2 separate regions of the Bicyclus anynana genome follow, and region 2 is linked to region 1. The links are chromatin contacts, called in public Hi-C maps. All regions are on one chromosome and are shown on one strand. The core of a region is the stretch at or near the end of the contact, and the rest is flanking DNA. Distances in the headings are between cores, read along the strand shown. Region 1 overlaps LOC112047020. Region 2 holds the start of LOC112047020.

Region 1 (4,128 bases), core at 1,160-3,659:
TAGACGCCTATACGGTGACAATAATAAATGGAGTTGATATAGAAAAATACATCTTCGGGTTAGCACCGCCTTCAAACTGATCTGTAGGTAGGTAAACATAATACGATGTTATTGTTCAAATTTTAGGTTAGTCGGTACGTTTTATGATTAAGAAGTCGGTTGAATTTCTTTTTATTATTAAACTACAGGCTGAGACAGGGAGGTTTAATTTGCTGGCCTTTCCCTGAGGAGCGGTAATCTAGGTGTGCTATAAGGTTTTCACCTTTATTTCAGCGCCACCAATGTTAATGTCAACTATTGTTGATATTGCTTGTGTTAAATTAAAATTGTAAATTAATTAACACAACAAATAATTACCGAGATACTACGAGAGCCATAACAGAGTTATTGAAGACTAGTAGACTTCACCTGCGTAGTTCCCGGAGATAAAATATAGCCTATAGCACCCGGGGATAGTGTAGCTTCACAACAGTGAAAGAATTTTTTTAAATCGGTTGAGTAGTTTCGGAGCCTATTCAATGCAAATAGACAAACAAATCTTTTCTCTGTATAATATTAGTATAGATTAAACAGTAACGAGTCGTGCCTCATCAGATAATTGTTGCCGCCCTCTCTAGCGCAGTTGATAATGCTCTGGTTCTCTATCATAGGTCCCGGGTTCGATGCCCGGTTCGGGCCAGTTTAAAATTTTGTATTTTCTATAGTTATTGGTGCGAATTATTGGTATACGATGTCGCGTAGAAATCATCCGAGGTATGGTTAAAATAAACCTACCTCTTCCAAATAAGCTATCATCTTAGACTATATCGTCACTGAGGTACCTACCATTGGGTAAGATCGCAGTCAAGGACTAACTTTTCGTTGAAAAGAAAGAACCAGCCAAGTGCGTGTCCGACCACGCGCAGTGTAGGGTTCCGTGGATTAAATTAGCACTTTAAACCCTTATTTAATGCACAAAAATATTGATAACGATGCTCCCACACTATGGGAGAGAAAAAATCATACTCACTTTGCATGTAGGAAAGGGACCGCAATATTTTTTTTTTCAAAATGTCGTTCTACCACTTTATAGACAAAATTAATATACGTACACATATCAAATTTTAGCTTTCTTGTACCTAGTAGTAGAGTCTGCGCTAAACCGCGGACAGACAGACGGACAGACATGGCGAAACTATAAGGGTTCCTTGTGGACTACGGAGCCCTAAAAACTGCCTTTAGTATTGGCCATAACAGCTCAGCCAAGCCAACGCTTCTTCTTCGAAAACTAGAAAGATGTATGGGAATGTCATTTGCTATCGACAGGTCACGTGATCAAGATCTGTCGTTTCCATACATCTTTCTAGTTTTCGAAGCGTTAGCGATCGTAGAAAGAGAATCGACGTGCCACTTGGCTAGAGGGGCAGCTCGTGAACTGGGTCGCTCGTGTAGGTTCGTTAGCTCCTGTGTCGACGGAACACAACGATCGCTCTGAACGCGGTCTTTTGTTTGTTATGGTAATTTTTTTAATGATAAAAAGTCTTATAAATGCGAAATTCTGTTGTATGTATTCGCTATTATCCGTGAACCGGTAAATTATTAATCGACTTCCAAAAAGTTATAAGTCAGTTGTTTTATGGAAGAAAGTTTTAATTTTACATACTGAATTAATATAAAGAAAATAATAATCACGCATTTCATTCAGAATTCAATAGTCTTTATACAATAACGATTATTAAAAGTTTGGTGTTAAACTAAGTTGGATGGACGCGGTGACCCAGGCTTATACTAGCACTATCTTTGCCGTATGCTAGTTGATATCTATATGAAATTGAGAGTCTATGCAACAAATGTCATCCGGTGCTTACCGGTGGATATGATACAATAGGTAGATGACATTTCTCAATTTGATTTGTTGTTTATTTTAATCGGTTGATAAAAAAACAGGCCAGCAGAAAGTTGAAAATGAAATAATTCTACTAGTTCTACGCGGGATCGTACCGGAACGCCAGATCGCTTGGAGGTACATCTTGGTTAGCAGGGTGGTAATTAGCCCTAGCTGATTCTTACCTAACATCACATGGACCATTTGTTGCAACAACTCCTAATATAAAAAAAAAATAACTATGTATTCCATGGTCGAGGTCATACAAAGACCATGAGTTCACAGAAACACATAATTAAGCAATAAATTTTTTGCCATTCCACTACAAGCAGTGAGGCGGCAATGGCGCGTGCAGCGATTAGCATGCAAATGCTGCTCCTCGCACTGAGCACGGGCACTGACGCAACCGCGCACGAGCTCTCGAAAGCAAAAAATTATCATATTTTGGAATCTGCGCACCTCGCGCCGAATAGGTACCTACCCGATGCGCTTCGCAGTGTACGAACGTATGCGGTTTGTTCGTACGACACACGCAGCGCCATCTAGTGAGACTGTGTGCCAGACGGAGTTATATGTACGAAGGCGCCGACACCGCTAATCTGTACTATGATAAGAGAATCGAGTGCTTGTGCTTATAATGCAATTGCAGTAACTCAAGTCAGGACAATAAAAGAAAAGTAACATTACAAACAATTTTCACTGTTTGCGGACATCTTTGGATGTGCCTACTTGGAGGTTAGGACATATATGTACATCCTCTGACACCAAAAGACTATCTACTCGTACCCTCTCCGTTCTTTCGTGGCTGAATAAAATACGCTTCCTTTTATTCCGCTTACCCAGAACTGGGTAAATGCGTGAGATAGTTAGATCTCAGATAGTTTATGATGACTTTGATTGTCTTTGATTGCTGAATAGTTAACAAAAACTTATAAGTAGTAATTAGGTAGGACCTAATTAATAATTCTTCCTACTATTTATCAAGAGTAGTTTTTTTAAAGTCCATAAAAAACTCAATCTAATTGCTCAATATGCTAATTTTGGCGTAACTCTAACAATATTTCAAATCCATATAAGTCATCATCAACATAATTAATGTCCCACTGTGCGGGATTTATTACAATGAGTGCCTATTTAGTATTTAGTTTAACTTTAAGACCATAGACATGGCATAGCGTCTCGTTCTATAGCAGCAACGTGAGACACTTTATTTATCAGCTATCATAACTACTTTACCTGCCTTCCATACCGGCGGTAGTCTTTACAAATAGTCAAACTTGACGTTTCAAAAGAGCTTGTAAACTATGCCTACAAAAACAAATACAATAGCAGAGACAGTGCGGACTCTAGGTGATGGTTTAAAAGTTCCTTTGTAGACACTCTAAATCCTCGGGCGACCCTCTTGACTATCATCTTTGATAGTCAAGAGGGTCATTGTTAAAAACTCTTCTACCAGCTCGTCCATCCTGACGTCTCATACTTTACTATTATAACTGAATTACACTACAACGGCATGAAATTGAAGCAGTGACGTATATTCACTGCTTCCAAGATCAAGCCAGTCAAGACAAATAAATAGAACCACAAACATTGGCGACACAATAGTCAACCTCTGCAGTGTCATTTACTTGTTATTAATATAAAAAAGTCCGTATAATAATATGGCATCCCCTGTGTCTTCAGCATGGAGATCAAGGTGGAGGGCCTGATGGACGGCGCGCCGCGGCCCGTGAAGGAGCGCAAGAAGCACGACCGCTTCAACGGCATGAGCGAGGAGGAGGTGTCGCGCCGCACGCTGCCCGACCACCTGGCCGAGAACCTGGACATCATCATTGTGAGTACGATCAGCTGCTCCGCCGATACCCTCCCGACCCCCGCGCGTCACAGCCACATGGACCGGGCCTGACCTGCCTACCGCTGAGCAAAATATGACCTTGAAATGAGGAATGTTCGGTCCATTTTGCTTTGACTGCATGGAGATTCGATACTTGATAGACTCAAGATAGGGAGAGCTTTACACGCCGTCACAGGCAAATAGACTTCACTTCCATCTCGATCCTGTCTTGTAAAATGCAGAAATTACGTTTTTAAGACGAGGAACATTATGTCCATTTTGCTTTGAGATCAAATTAAAACTCGTAAAATTGAGAGAATACAAATCTAAGCAATGCAATCCCAAGATGGAATCGCGTCGCAATTACTTACCGGATCTTCTTCAAGGGTTTTGAGTTACAAACAGTGGCCTTGGACTGATGGGGCTCTGT
Region 2 (4,128 bases), core at 1,138-3,637, 75 kb before region 1:
TTTGTTTTTGTTGAATAGAAGACTTGGAAGGGAAAAGGTTTAAAATATTTTAATATAGCCGTGATTGAACAAAGATGATAAATACAAATAGATATAAGTACATATAACTAGGTACAGTATATTTACTTTTACGTACCTATATCTAGATTTTTTAATACGAATATAATTAATGTCATTATACAAAACTAGTTATAATCACAATATTTAAAGTTTAATATATAATATTGGCATCGTTCACTCACTCATTCATTCCTTTTTGGAATGCCGTGCGGAGTTAAAAATTTTCAATGGAAAAATTTCATAAAAACTTAATATTAAAATAATGTTGAAATGATAGCGTTCCACCTGTCTATAAGTGTTCCAGAAAGCACACACCTCATGTCTTATCAAATGACACCGTTTGATATGCGCCTTTTGCCACCTTATCTGCCATGTCGAAATTCTTCCACGTACTATCACGTACATTTATTCTAGCTAACACATTTTGTGTATCAGAATTAGTGCCACGATTATAAAGTAATTAAGTATAATAATCTTATTAATATTTTAATTTTACAATTGTTTTGATTATTGCAATTCACGTTGACCTGTTAAATATTAAATTATTTAGATAAACCAGGATTTTAATAGATGATTCCAAATGGCTTCGATAATGTACCTATTGAAGGTTGGTACTACATGTTGAAATAGGTATATGGTTGAGGCAGAATATCGATAAGACGTCGATATGTGATAAGTATGTAAGTACATGCGTTATCGCTATAATCCTTTTGTTTTTTGTAAGTACTACTTACTGCCAGCTAGGTATGTTTATGTTTCAGTAATCCTGAAAATTTTCTTTTACTTTTCAATTATTTCAGTGACTCTCTTAGTAGTTTGAAACTCAACTCTCGACGCTAACGCGACGGGTGATAGTAGCCTACATAAGAGACGTACCTACCTACTCGTTTATCAAACACAATTAAATCATAATATCCATAAATCAGCTGAAAATGTGCACGCGAATGAGAAAATAGTGAAATTATCTATTGCCGCCGAGATATAACGTAATAAAGGTGTATTTCTATAGCAAACATTCATCCATTGTAGTGGAGCAGTCGCTAGGAGATAGCGCGCCGCGGCGGCGGGCCGCCAGCGGAGCCCTACGCGCCTCGTCGGAGTTCTCTTATCGGTGATACGTAGCCGATTGGCGGAGTGAAGTGTTTGCGCGCCCGATACGGCCCGCGAGGACCAATCGATTCCCGGTGCTTCGAATCTTATCACAATCATGGTGGACATTCGTACCTCTCGCCGCCGGCCTGATATCGTATCTGAAGATATGATCGAGTGTATAAATATGGGACCATCGATCGATCGGGCCTCTATCGAAGTTTGCGCTGTGATTAACGTTGACTTGCATATCTACAGTACCCTAGCCCGGAGTCCAGGTCTACAGTTGGTAATTCGGGTGCTCAGCGACCGTTTTCTCTTCCTAGTGATTTGAATCGCGGATACCGATCAATTTCTATTACAAATATAACTTTATCATTTGCTGACGTGGTACTTTTCCGCCGTATATACTTCAGTGTTAAAAATTGTCGGTACTAAGTATGTCATATTTTTTTTAAAGTGATGCGTATTGCGTACATCTGAATGCTAACAATCGTGTTAGGTATTTTCGAGTGTCACTGTGGCGGGTAACGTGTTAACCGACGCTTACGTAACGACATATGGTGGTCCAATGGCACATGTGTTCGCTTATCCCATGCGGTCGGCTGGCATTGTTATTATGTAGAATTATCCTCGTATTGATTCAATAAAGAAATAGCGAATACATTTGACACGGAGCGGCGCAGGGTCGCTGACGCGAGGGGGAAAAGCCGTGCTCTTATCACGTCGCCGCACCTTTTCGAGTGCTGATAGCGCGCACAGACGCTGCGGGGCACGGGCCGCGCGCTCGCTCCACTGCTCTGATATATCCCTTTACATTTCAGACCTGAGGAGGTACGAGCCGGCGGGACATCGAGACGACGCGACAGGCTTCACGTCTGAGTTGGACAGGGGATCTTGACAGTTTGATAACTATTGCTGCCAGATCTATCTTTCCAGCTCACGCGTGGAACCTCCTTCGACATCCGCTCGACGCTCGGGAACCAACGCATTCGGCGACGAGAAGATACCTTATTAGCGTTAAGGATTAAGTGGAGGTGTGATCTCTTCACTTTTTATGCTTAAAGTGAGATTCAACTCCTCCAACTTAACCCTGAATCGCAATTTCATCGGTCGCGAAGCAAATTAACTATGTCATATTTTGTGTACTAATTTTATAGAAACTATTTGGAAATTAAATTTTATATTATAGTTTTGTAATATTTATGAACTATACTTAATAAAATTGTTGTACAGAAAACGTGTGCAGTTTAATTTACAATATAATATAATGTTAGTAATTTATTATTTTTACCATATCTACAAGTATGACATTACAACACTAACAGCTAAGGAAATGTTACAATTCATATTTGCCCGCCGTTACAATCACGACCAGAGCGCCACCACAGCGCGCATGCGAGCATTACGAGAGACCCAACGCTGCGCAGACCGATCCGAAGTGCATCACAAATCAGTAAAAAAAAAATCACAACACTGAACAAAAAAAATGGGCAAAAAAATTATGGTAACACCGGTGCGCTAAAAAAGCTTGCAAACTTCACGCACATAACCTGCGCTGGACATCGACTCGTCCTATCTAACTCTGGGAAAATGTATATTGATTTTTCAAAGAAAAGTCAACGGATGTAACAAAACACCGTTCGCGGAGTGTTTATACGCGAATTAAAACGTCGCGGTACAAGTGTAGGGTGTAGGTGAAGTGTAGTGTCGTCGAGATGGTGCGACAGTGTATCTCAGCGTGCTCCGAGTGAGATCGGAATCGCGTCGCTCGGCCGACGGCCGCAGCCCGGCCGCGGCCAGGGCCCGGGCGCGCCATGGACGCCGCCGACCCGCTGCGACCGGACAGGCCGTGAGTATCTCCGCCAGCGCGCGCCCGAGGGCCCGCTCCCTAGCGCCCGCCGTGGATTATTTCGGTCCCCGCGAGCTCGTTGCGAAACGGTGCGCTCGCACTCGGCTCGGAACGTCGACATTCTCTCCCGACGGCGTCACGGCCCTCGCGCCGTTGCGCCATTTCGGCGATCGAGCCGTCCGCGAACGCGAGGCGAGGACACGGCCGTCTCGCGGCAGGGCGGGTGGCAGGGCCGATAGCGATCAGCGGCGCGGCGGCCGAGCGTGACCGACGTGCGAGCGCATCGCACGGCGCTCGCCTGGCGCTCCGCGACACGCACTCGCCACGGTGCAGCGCAGGCTGGCGACGTGCGCGAACAAAGCGCCCGAGCGCAGCGCGTTCTTTGTCCAAGCAGTGTTTACGTCCACTCGGGGATTGCGCCTCTCGAACATCTGTGTTTCGCGATCTATCACTCGCAGTGTGCATTTTGAGGTTAGGTCGTGATTTGTGCGAACTGACGATGGTAGCGCGCCCGGCGCGGGATCGATCCTCGGGGCCCAGTGTACAGTGACCACCACAATGTGTGTAGTGTCGTGAGAGGCTGCCCCAGGACCCCCTGGCCGCGCAGCTGTGCAATGCAGCAGCTGCAAGCTCCCTGGTAATGATCTAGTCTTAGTCAGCACGATGAGCAGTCCACCATAGCTCTGCTGGGATGGTCTGGTGTTGTTTGCTAAGGTATGACAGGGAGTGTGTCTGTGTGTGTGTAAGCAAGTAGTGTGTATAAGTGCATTCCATAATAATTCAAGGATACAACTGCAATTATGGCTGTTTGCCACTCAATTTAATACTCTAGAAGCTTTCTGAAACTTCCATTTACATAAAACCAACACACCACTTCTTGAACTTTGTCTTCAATAACTTATGTTTCTAATGTTAGCTTCAATGCCACTTAATATATTCCATTTAAATCATACAGTTATTCTATACAGGGATTGATGTTATTGTCACAAAAAAGGTATTATAATAGGTTGACTGCAATGTCATTTAGTCAGCATACAGGTTAATGACATAGTTTAACAGCTGCAGTTGAGCCAGATTTATGACTACTGCTGCTCATAAAACTAATCAGTTCTTTATCAAACGTGAAA

What was found. Hi-C and Micro-C count contacts between places; a contact is called where the count stands out from the background.
Region 2: a contact with region 1 is called in a Hi-C map of whole body, with 3 times the contacts expected there. The contact joins the promoter of LOC112047020 here to the enhancer-like site in region 1. A contact is called at or near these places in 2 of 2 Hi-C or Micro-C datasets (whole body and whole larva).

What each region holds. Positions count from the first base shown.
Region 1 is chr25:10,720,307-10,724,434 of ilBicAnyn1.1, reverse strand. It overlaps LOC112047020, which reads left to right. Exons shown (of 11, transcript XM_052889402.1): 4 at 3,548-3,698. Among protein-coding and RNA genes, the nearest start is that of LOC112047001, 21 kb to the right of the region's middle. Within about 2 kb of position 2,409, at least 8 of the 8 cell types and tissues checked have open chromatin away from gene starts, as enhancers often do.
Region 2 is chr25:10,795,225-10,799,352 of ilBicAnyn1.1, reverse strand. It overlaps LOC112047020, which reads left to right and starts at 2,387. Exons shown (of 11, transcript XM_052889402.1): 1 at 2,387-3,001. The coding sequence starts at 2,967.